2 separate regions of the Capsicum annuum genome follow, and region 1 is linked to region 2. Evidence: chromatin contacts called from public Hi-C data. All regions are on one chromosome and are shown on one strand. The core of a region is the stretch at or near the end of the contact, and the rest is flanking DNA. Distances in the headings are between cores, read along the strand shown.

Region 1 (3,679 bases), core at 931-3,430, 34 kb before region 2:
GCTGATCAAGCTAATCCTCCTGTTGTAAATGGGAACGCTAAAACTTTCACATTCCGTGAGCTAGCAAGCGCAACAAAGAACTTCCAATAGGAATGCCTAATAGGGGAAGGTGGATTTGGAAGTGTGTTCAAGGGAACACTTCAAGGAGGAGAGGTAACTAACTTACTCTAATGAAACCAGCAATCTATCTATTTCTTTTGTCACTATGTGATATATCATGTATGTCTAAATAAATAGGTTGTGGCAGCAAAGCAACTAGACAGGACAGGAACACAAGGAAACCAGGAGTTTCAAGTTGAAGTCTTAATGCTAAGTCTCCTTAACCACCAAAATCTGGTCAATCTTATTGGTTCCTGTGCTGATGGAGATCAGAGAATTTTAGTCTACGATTACATGCCAATGGGCTGTCTTGCTGATCATCTAATTGGTAATGCACATAATATATAGTTGTTTGTTGAATACCAGTTTCCTTCTTTCTCAAATGTTAATGCTGCTTCTTTACTGATTGCATATCCAGACATTAAGGAGGAACAAAAGCCATTAGGTTGGCAAAACAGAATAAAGATAGCCTCAGGTGCAGCTCAAGGACTCGAATATCTACATGAAAAGGCCAACCCACCAATAATTTATCGTGATCTAAGAACCACCAATATTCTATTAGAGCAAGATTTTAATCCCAGACTCTCCGATTATGGCGTTGCCAAACTTGCAGGTGGAGGGAATACCTCACATATATCACCCAGGGTAATGGGAACATACAGTTACTGTGCTCCAGAGTATGAAAGATCTGGTGAACTCTCTTTCAAGTCGGACATATACAGTTTTGGAGTACTTGTTCTTGAACTTATTACAGGGCGTCGTGCAGTGGATACTGCAAGGCCCCTAGAGGAGCGAAACTTAGTTGCTTGGGTGAGAAAGCACCCTCATTCAATATTTCTTCTCACTAGTTTATTCTGTGTCATTGTGACTGATTATGATAATATGTGTACATGTGATTGAACAGGCACAACCCATTTTCAAGAATACGAAAAGGTTCAGAGAAATGGCGGATCCACTTCTCAAGAACAAATTTCCTGAGAGAAGTTTGAATCAAGCAGTTGGGGTTGCGGCCATGTGTCTTCAAGAAGAGCCATCAGTCCGTCCCTTAATCGGTGATGTCGTAGCTGCTCTTACCACCCTCGACGTGGATGAACCAATTCCTGATTCTCCTGAGAAAGGCAGCGCAGATACAGACGATTCAGATGAACATGAGCCAAAGAGTTCAGATAATGAGGTCTTACCAAAAAGGAATGAGGATCATAGCAGTGGGAATGATCAACAAAATGTTCATCACGATCAAAGATTTGGCTTTAATGAAGATCATTTTGACAGTGATGAGGATGATAGAGAAAGTTCTGATTACGGGTATGGAAGTACATCAGGATCATCAGAGAATGAGATAGAAGACAGCAGGTTTGAACCTAGAGGAATGACAACTAAATCTGAAAAATGGGGCTCAAAATCACAACGTGATAGCAAGTCAAAGTCATCCTCTCAAACTATCAGCTCAAGGTCAAACTCAGACGCAAAAGCAACGTAACACGCTCTGAAAGTATCAGCTCAAATGACGACTCTGAAAACAAAGACACAATCAATCATCGGTAACAAAACAGCGTAAAGTCCAAGCATGTAAGTTTTGGTGCATTTTCAAGTCAGAGCAGCGAAGATGATGCGGAATCAGACGGTGAACGTGAAATTGGTTTAAATCACTCAAGACATGTGCAATTACTTCATGAAATAATACCTCAAAAATTTAAATCTTGATATTCATTAAGGTACATGGACTTAAGTCACCATGGCACCTCTGTACATCTCAGTTTTCCAGTATAAGAGTACACTGAGCTCTTTCAAATTATAACTATGGACAATCAATCCTGTCTGGCAAGCAGCTATCTAATTTATTTCTTTTACAGAACAAAAAGGGGGAACAACATTGAAATCAATCTTTCTGCACCTAAAATTAGACTTATCTTTCATCCCAAATATTTTTAAATCATTTACGGGAAATATTAAAGCTATTTTCCAGTAAAACTTTAGCCGACATCTATTCAACCTAAAAACAAAAGGGTTACGTTCGTTCAAACAGCTAAAATCAGGTCACTTTGCCCCTATCAAAGAAGGGTTTAAGTTTCTGAAAATATCATCTCCTTAACCAACCAGAAATACACTCACTTAAATTGAGATTAAACATCATACCAAATGCCTTCTTTTCTAGGAGGAGAATACTAAATTTGCAGTGAAAAACTAATTATACCCTCGAGCATACCTCCTAAGAAACGTTATTGCATCCGCTGACAAAATAGCATAGCATATGGAGGAGGAGAAAAAGATATTTCGCTGCCACTTCTGCTTCAGTAGAACGTCCGCAGAAGTACTAATAGTAGTAGAAGTTAATACTATACAATTGATATTAGTAGGGGAACATTGAGGTGGGATATGTCGTTGCTTCGCATTACCTCGTTGATCAGCTGCTAGAGGAATTCTCACAACAAGTGGTGGTTCCAAAAAGTCAGAGCCCAGAGGTAGAGGCAATCTTCTCGAGTATGTCAGCTACGCATTGGCCTCTCCGTATGAAAGAAAGAAATATGAATGATTTGCAGAAATTTTTCCACACCTTATTCATTTCCTTTGTGTATATATACAAGTGTTTTGTGTATAAAGAAGAGTAAATACATAAATAACCCTAATGTTGGTCGAGATTTTCAAAAAAATACTTAAAGCTTGAATTCGATCTATTACTTCACGATTCTTTTTTATTTCTTTGCAAATACACCATTTTTCGCTGAATTTCAGTCACACAAAAGAGAGTGATTGCACGCGCCAATAAGGTGTTGCCACGTGTAAATATGTTTAATTTCATATATTTTTATATTTTTTAATAAAAATTTTCTTTTAATTTTATTTATCAATTTTAAATTCTTCTTCTCGAGCTTTCCATTAATCAATCTTCATTTCTTCTTCCTCAATTCTCCATTAATCAATCTTCATTTCTTCTTCCCCAATTCTCCATTAACAGCCATCACTCTCTTTTTCTCTTCTTTTCCCCAATCTCCATTGAAGCTAGGAAATTTCAAAAAAAGAAAAAAAAAAGTCTCCTTAATGAATCAAACTAGTGGGATAAAAAAATCATGTATGGACTTTAATATCTTCTTAATTTGTTTAAAAGTTGTGAAATCAAATTTCCTTTTTATGATTCAATTTTTTTTCCGTCTTCAACACCATTTACTTGAATCATAAAACTCCATTAATGGAGCTTTAATGGAGGAGTTGAAGAAGACAATGGTGTTGAAATCTCATTACTCATTCGTACTGAGTAATTTCTTCCTTCTTCTCCATCAATCTTCATTAATGGTGTCTTTGTTTTTTCTCTTTCAACTTAATTACATTTCACAAATTCAAATCGACACTACACACTCGGAAGGAGAATAAATAGAAAAGAAAATTGAGTAACATCATTAATGAAGATTAATGAAGAAGATGAGAGGGAGGAGAAGGGGGGGGGGAGGAGAAGAAGGAGGAGGAGGAGGAGGAGAAGAAGAAGAAAGAGAAGGAGAAGGATAAGGATAAGGAGAAGAAGAAGGAGAAGGAAAAGGAGAAGAAGGAGAAGAAGGCGAAGAAGGAGAAGAAGGAGAAGGAGAGG
Region 2 (3,729 bases), core at 694-3,193:
GAAGTGTATATTCATTTTATAAAAGGAATATTCTCCCATATTGGTGGGAGTAAGGAAAATCCTTGTGCTTAAGTATAGAAAACTCCTTCATGTGGATAGTGAGGCAAGAAGAAGACAAGCATTGCACCATCGTCATCGTCGCTCCGCTCGTCTTTGGCTTTGACTTTAAATTTGGATTTGTCAAATGATCAAGAGATTATCCTTTTAGATAAAATTCGTTTGAAACCTGAAAAATAGTGATGTTTTAATTCAAGAATCCAATATAAGAAAATTCTCCATTTACGGACGCACGTAAGGAAGTGCGGACACACGTCACAATGCACATTGAAGGGACACGACCCTTCGAGGCACTGTTTGGAAACGACACTGGGATTTTTGTGCGCATCTGACCACATGTGGATGCAGGTGCCAGCACAGGTCGAATGCATATCGGACAAAACTTTCTGGTTTTGGACAAGTTGCGGCATGCAGCCGCATGTGGGGTCCGCAGGCCGACGACAGCCTGAAACAGTGCATTTTTTCAAGAACCATTGCTTCTTTTCTGAAGCAACACCTCTTGACTATAAATACCTGAATTTTTTCTCAGGTAAAGGTACAAAATTTTAAAGTGAAAAACGTCTTGTTCTTACTAAAAACGCAAGTGTGATTTACGAATCGTTGAGTGTGTTAGAAATTCAGCAAATTTAAGGCACCACTATTTGCTGAAGTGAATCATTTTATCATGGGTGGATATATTCCATTAACCTCGGGTGCTTGAGGGGAATAAATTCTTTAAGGACACATCATGAATTCGATGGACTTGATCTTTTGGTTTTCATCTCTTTAAATGTTGATTTTGCTATTCTCCGGAAAATAGTTTGAACTTTATTTTGATAGTTCATAAGTTGTTTGAACTTGTGTGTGAAGTTATTGAAACTTCATATTGATAGTTCACAAATTGTTTGAACGTGTGTTTGAAGTTTTTATTGTTAATAGAGATTTTGTATCTGAAAAGCAACTAAGAATTATTTCCAGCATTTCCGCTAATGAATCGTCTCCTCCTTAAATTTTTAAAAGAAACAACAAAAGAAACCGTAGTTTTTGTTCTTTTGAGAATTGTTGCTCTGCATAAAAAGTTTTCAACTTCGAAACAATTGATGAGGTAAAATAACAGATCAAATTAGTCATCATCTTTTTACCCACATAAGAAGAATATGGAAGAAGCAAAGATTAAATAAGCGTAGAAATAGCCAGTTTGAGTAAAAACAGCCAGCTCTCAGTTACAGTAAACATATTATGTTACCTTTGCTCTAATTTGTCATCTCCTTCCTGTTTGTTACATTCCATCTGACCTGGATCCTAGCTCAAACATGTTCAAGAAAGCACTTAACACTTCGTTCGGATGGTTGTTATATATTGTTTCATAATTATTGGTATTGCATTGTGTTGCATCATACTGTATTATTTTTATGAATATAAAAAATAAAATAGGATTATTAAATAATAAGTAAAGGTAAATGAGAAAAAAAAAATACATAAAGTTACAACACATGCGATAACACCAACTTGGTGATTATATAAACTGAGAATTTTCATTGTTACCTAACCATTGAATCAAATCACACCATACCATATATTTTTAGAAACAATCAAAACAAAAATGATACTCGTAATAACTATTTCATACCATACCATATACTATGGGTAACCACCTGAGATGCAAAGGCGACCTACTTAGTACTCTTAGCATTTGACTACTATCCAAAACAAAACGATTCACGTTTACCTCACAAGCTCATATCAGAGATCATCTTTTGAATCATATATTTAGACTATGAAAATGAAACCCAGACCCTATGTTGTTGCCATGAGAATGAAACACAAGAAATGACCTCTGTATGACATGATGCGCCAGGGTAGAAAGCTTTCGCAGACTCGAGTTTATGACGACGTTTGGATTTGCCTGGTTCACAACAAACAGCTATTGCAAATAGCTACTGCAATAAGAAAAAAAGCCAAGCAAATACAAACGTTGTCATAGAGTTCAAATGTTACTAACAAGAGTGAGTTCACAACATACAGCGCAAATAGCTGCTAAGATAGGAATTTGCAAATCAAAGGATTGCGATAATTGGGGGAAAAAAAAACTACTTGATTCAGCTAATCCCACCCTCACGAAGTACCTGAGATAATTAGGTTACAAACTTTTATACAAGCTTAACTATTGCTGAACTATGAAATTCCAACTTAAGCTAGTCTTATACATTACAATCATCAGATACTGTCTCCTCAGATGAGGCGTCACTATTGATGACAATCAACTCAACTCTTCTATCCGCTTCTGACTTATTGTGTTGCTTCCCCTCTCTCGTAGCCACTGCAGGGAGATGAGCACAATCCGCACTACCATCATTCTCAGTTCTTGGTGAAATGTACAAGTCGCTCAATCTGTTCCTTGATTCGCAATGAGCTCTGTTTGGTTCAGAAAATGGTAGACCAATCCACGGTTGGAAAACCCATGAAGAATCTGGCGCAAATCCTGGAGGCCTGGGTGGGATAGCAACCACTTCTTTAAGCCAGTGAGGCAAATTACCCACTTCAGACACTCTGTTCATAATTCGAGAACTGAATGAACATTCAATACCCGAACCTGCTGGGTTCTCGGATTGATCAAACCTAGCTCTTTTGCGTTTTGCCCTGAGACAAAGAGACTCTAAGCTCCCTACATTTGTTGTAGCCAGGTGAAGCCGTTTGGACGAAGTATTTTGAGCATTTCGAAAATGGAACGGTTTTTGGCTCCAGATGCTGTCCTCTGACTGGGAATGTGCATGCCCAAGTGAAAGTTGAACACCATCCATATCATGCGAGAAAAGATCAGCTGTACGTAACTGTCTCACAGGGGAAATGTATTTTCCATGTAAAAGTCTTGTCTGTTCCTCCATCCACCGTTCTGCCAAGTCCGTTGATGTCCTCCAGGAAAAGCGCAACCTTGGATCCCTCAACATCACATCCCAGTTGCCTCTTCCATGCCTCCTCACACCAATCCAAAGAGAATCTAGCTCCTCTTCTGACCACTTGGTCAGAGACCCTAATTTTTCTGCAAATCTCCTCTTGTTTCCGTTTTGAGATCTTGCTCTATTAAGAATGTTGTCCAGGATCATTTGATGTCGGTGAAGCATTGATGCATCAACAGAAAGCTGAGGAACTGCTCCTTGAATAAATTCCCTTGGTTGATTCCATACATCAGCCAACTGTGAGGATCTCGAAGCTAAAGCTTGACAACCGACCAGAGATTCAGTTGGCAGTGACAAACCAAGAAAATCTGAGGATTCCGCTACATCAAGCGCAAAATGCTTATTATCTTCTAATGAGGAAGCTATTCGTTCTTTAGAATTAGCACTCTCATTTTCCTGTGTGCTTGCTAATGGGAAAAAGTTGCAGGTTCTATCTTCTGACAAAGGCTGAAAGAAAATAAATTTAATGCATCTCAATCAAACATTAAAAGATTCACTTAATTGAAAATAACACAGCCTACACGGAAAAGTGGTAGAGATTGAGATAAGCAACAGTTTCTTTAATATGAACTAACCTGCAGCAACTCATTTTTCAAAGATGCTTTTCCAGATAAGCAACCCGCTTCAGGCACCTCTGCGTGAATTGGAGTTATCTTCTCGAGCTTCTTGTCAAGAAATTCCAAACTTTCGTCAGAAGGCACCTCATGTAAAACCATAGAATCATTTCCATTCAAGG

Evidence for each region. Hi-C and Micro-C count contacts between places; a contact is called where the count stands out from the background.
Region 1: a Hi-C map of leaf shows a contact between it and region 2, with 1.8 times the contacts expected there. The contact joins two enhancer-like sites. A contact is called at or near these places in 2 of 5 Hi-C or Micro-C datasets (leaf and placenta).

The regions. Positions count from the first base shown.
Region 1 is chr12:154,400,727-154,404,405 of UCD10Xv1.1, reverse strand. It overlaps the pseudogene LOC107851624. Among protein-coding and RNA genes, the nearest start is that of LOC107851052, 8.6 kb to the right of the region's middle. Within about 2 kb of position 2,180, at least 4 of the 5 cell types and tissues checked have an H3K27ac peak or open chromatin away from gene starts, as enhancers often do. A contact at or near this core is called in leaf, where this site is marked.
Region 2 is chr12:154,366,460-154,370,188 of UCD10Xv1.1, reverse strand. LOC107850579 reads right to left here. Exons shown (of 7, transcript XM_047400426.1): 6 at 3,569-3,729; 7 at 1,990-3,440. The coding sequence ends at 2,238. Among protein-coding and RNA genes, the nearest start is that of LOC107851052, 26 kb to the left of the region's middle. Within about 2 kb of position 1,943, at least 2 of the 5 cell types and tissues checked have an H3K27ac peak or open chromatin away from gene starts, as enhancers often do. A contact at or near this core is called in leaf, where this site is marked.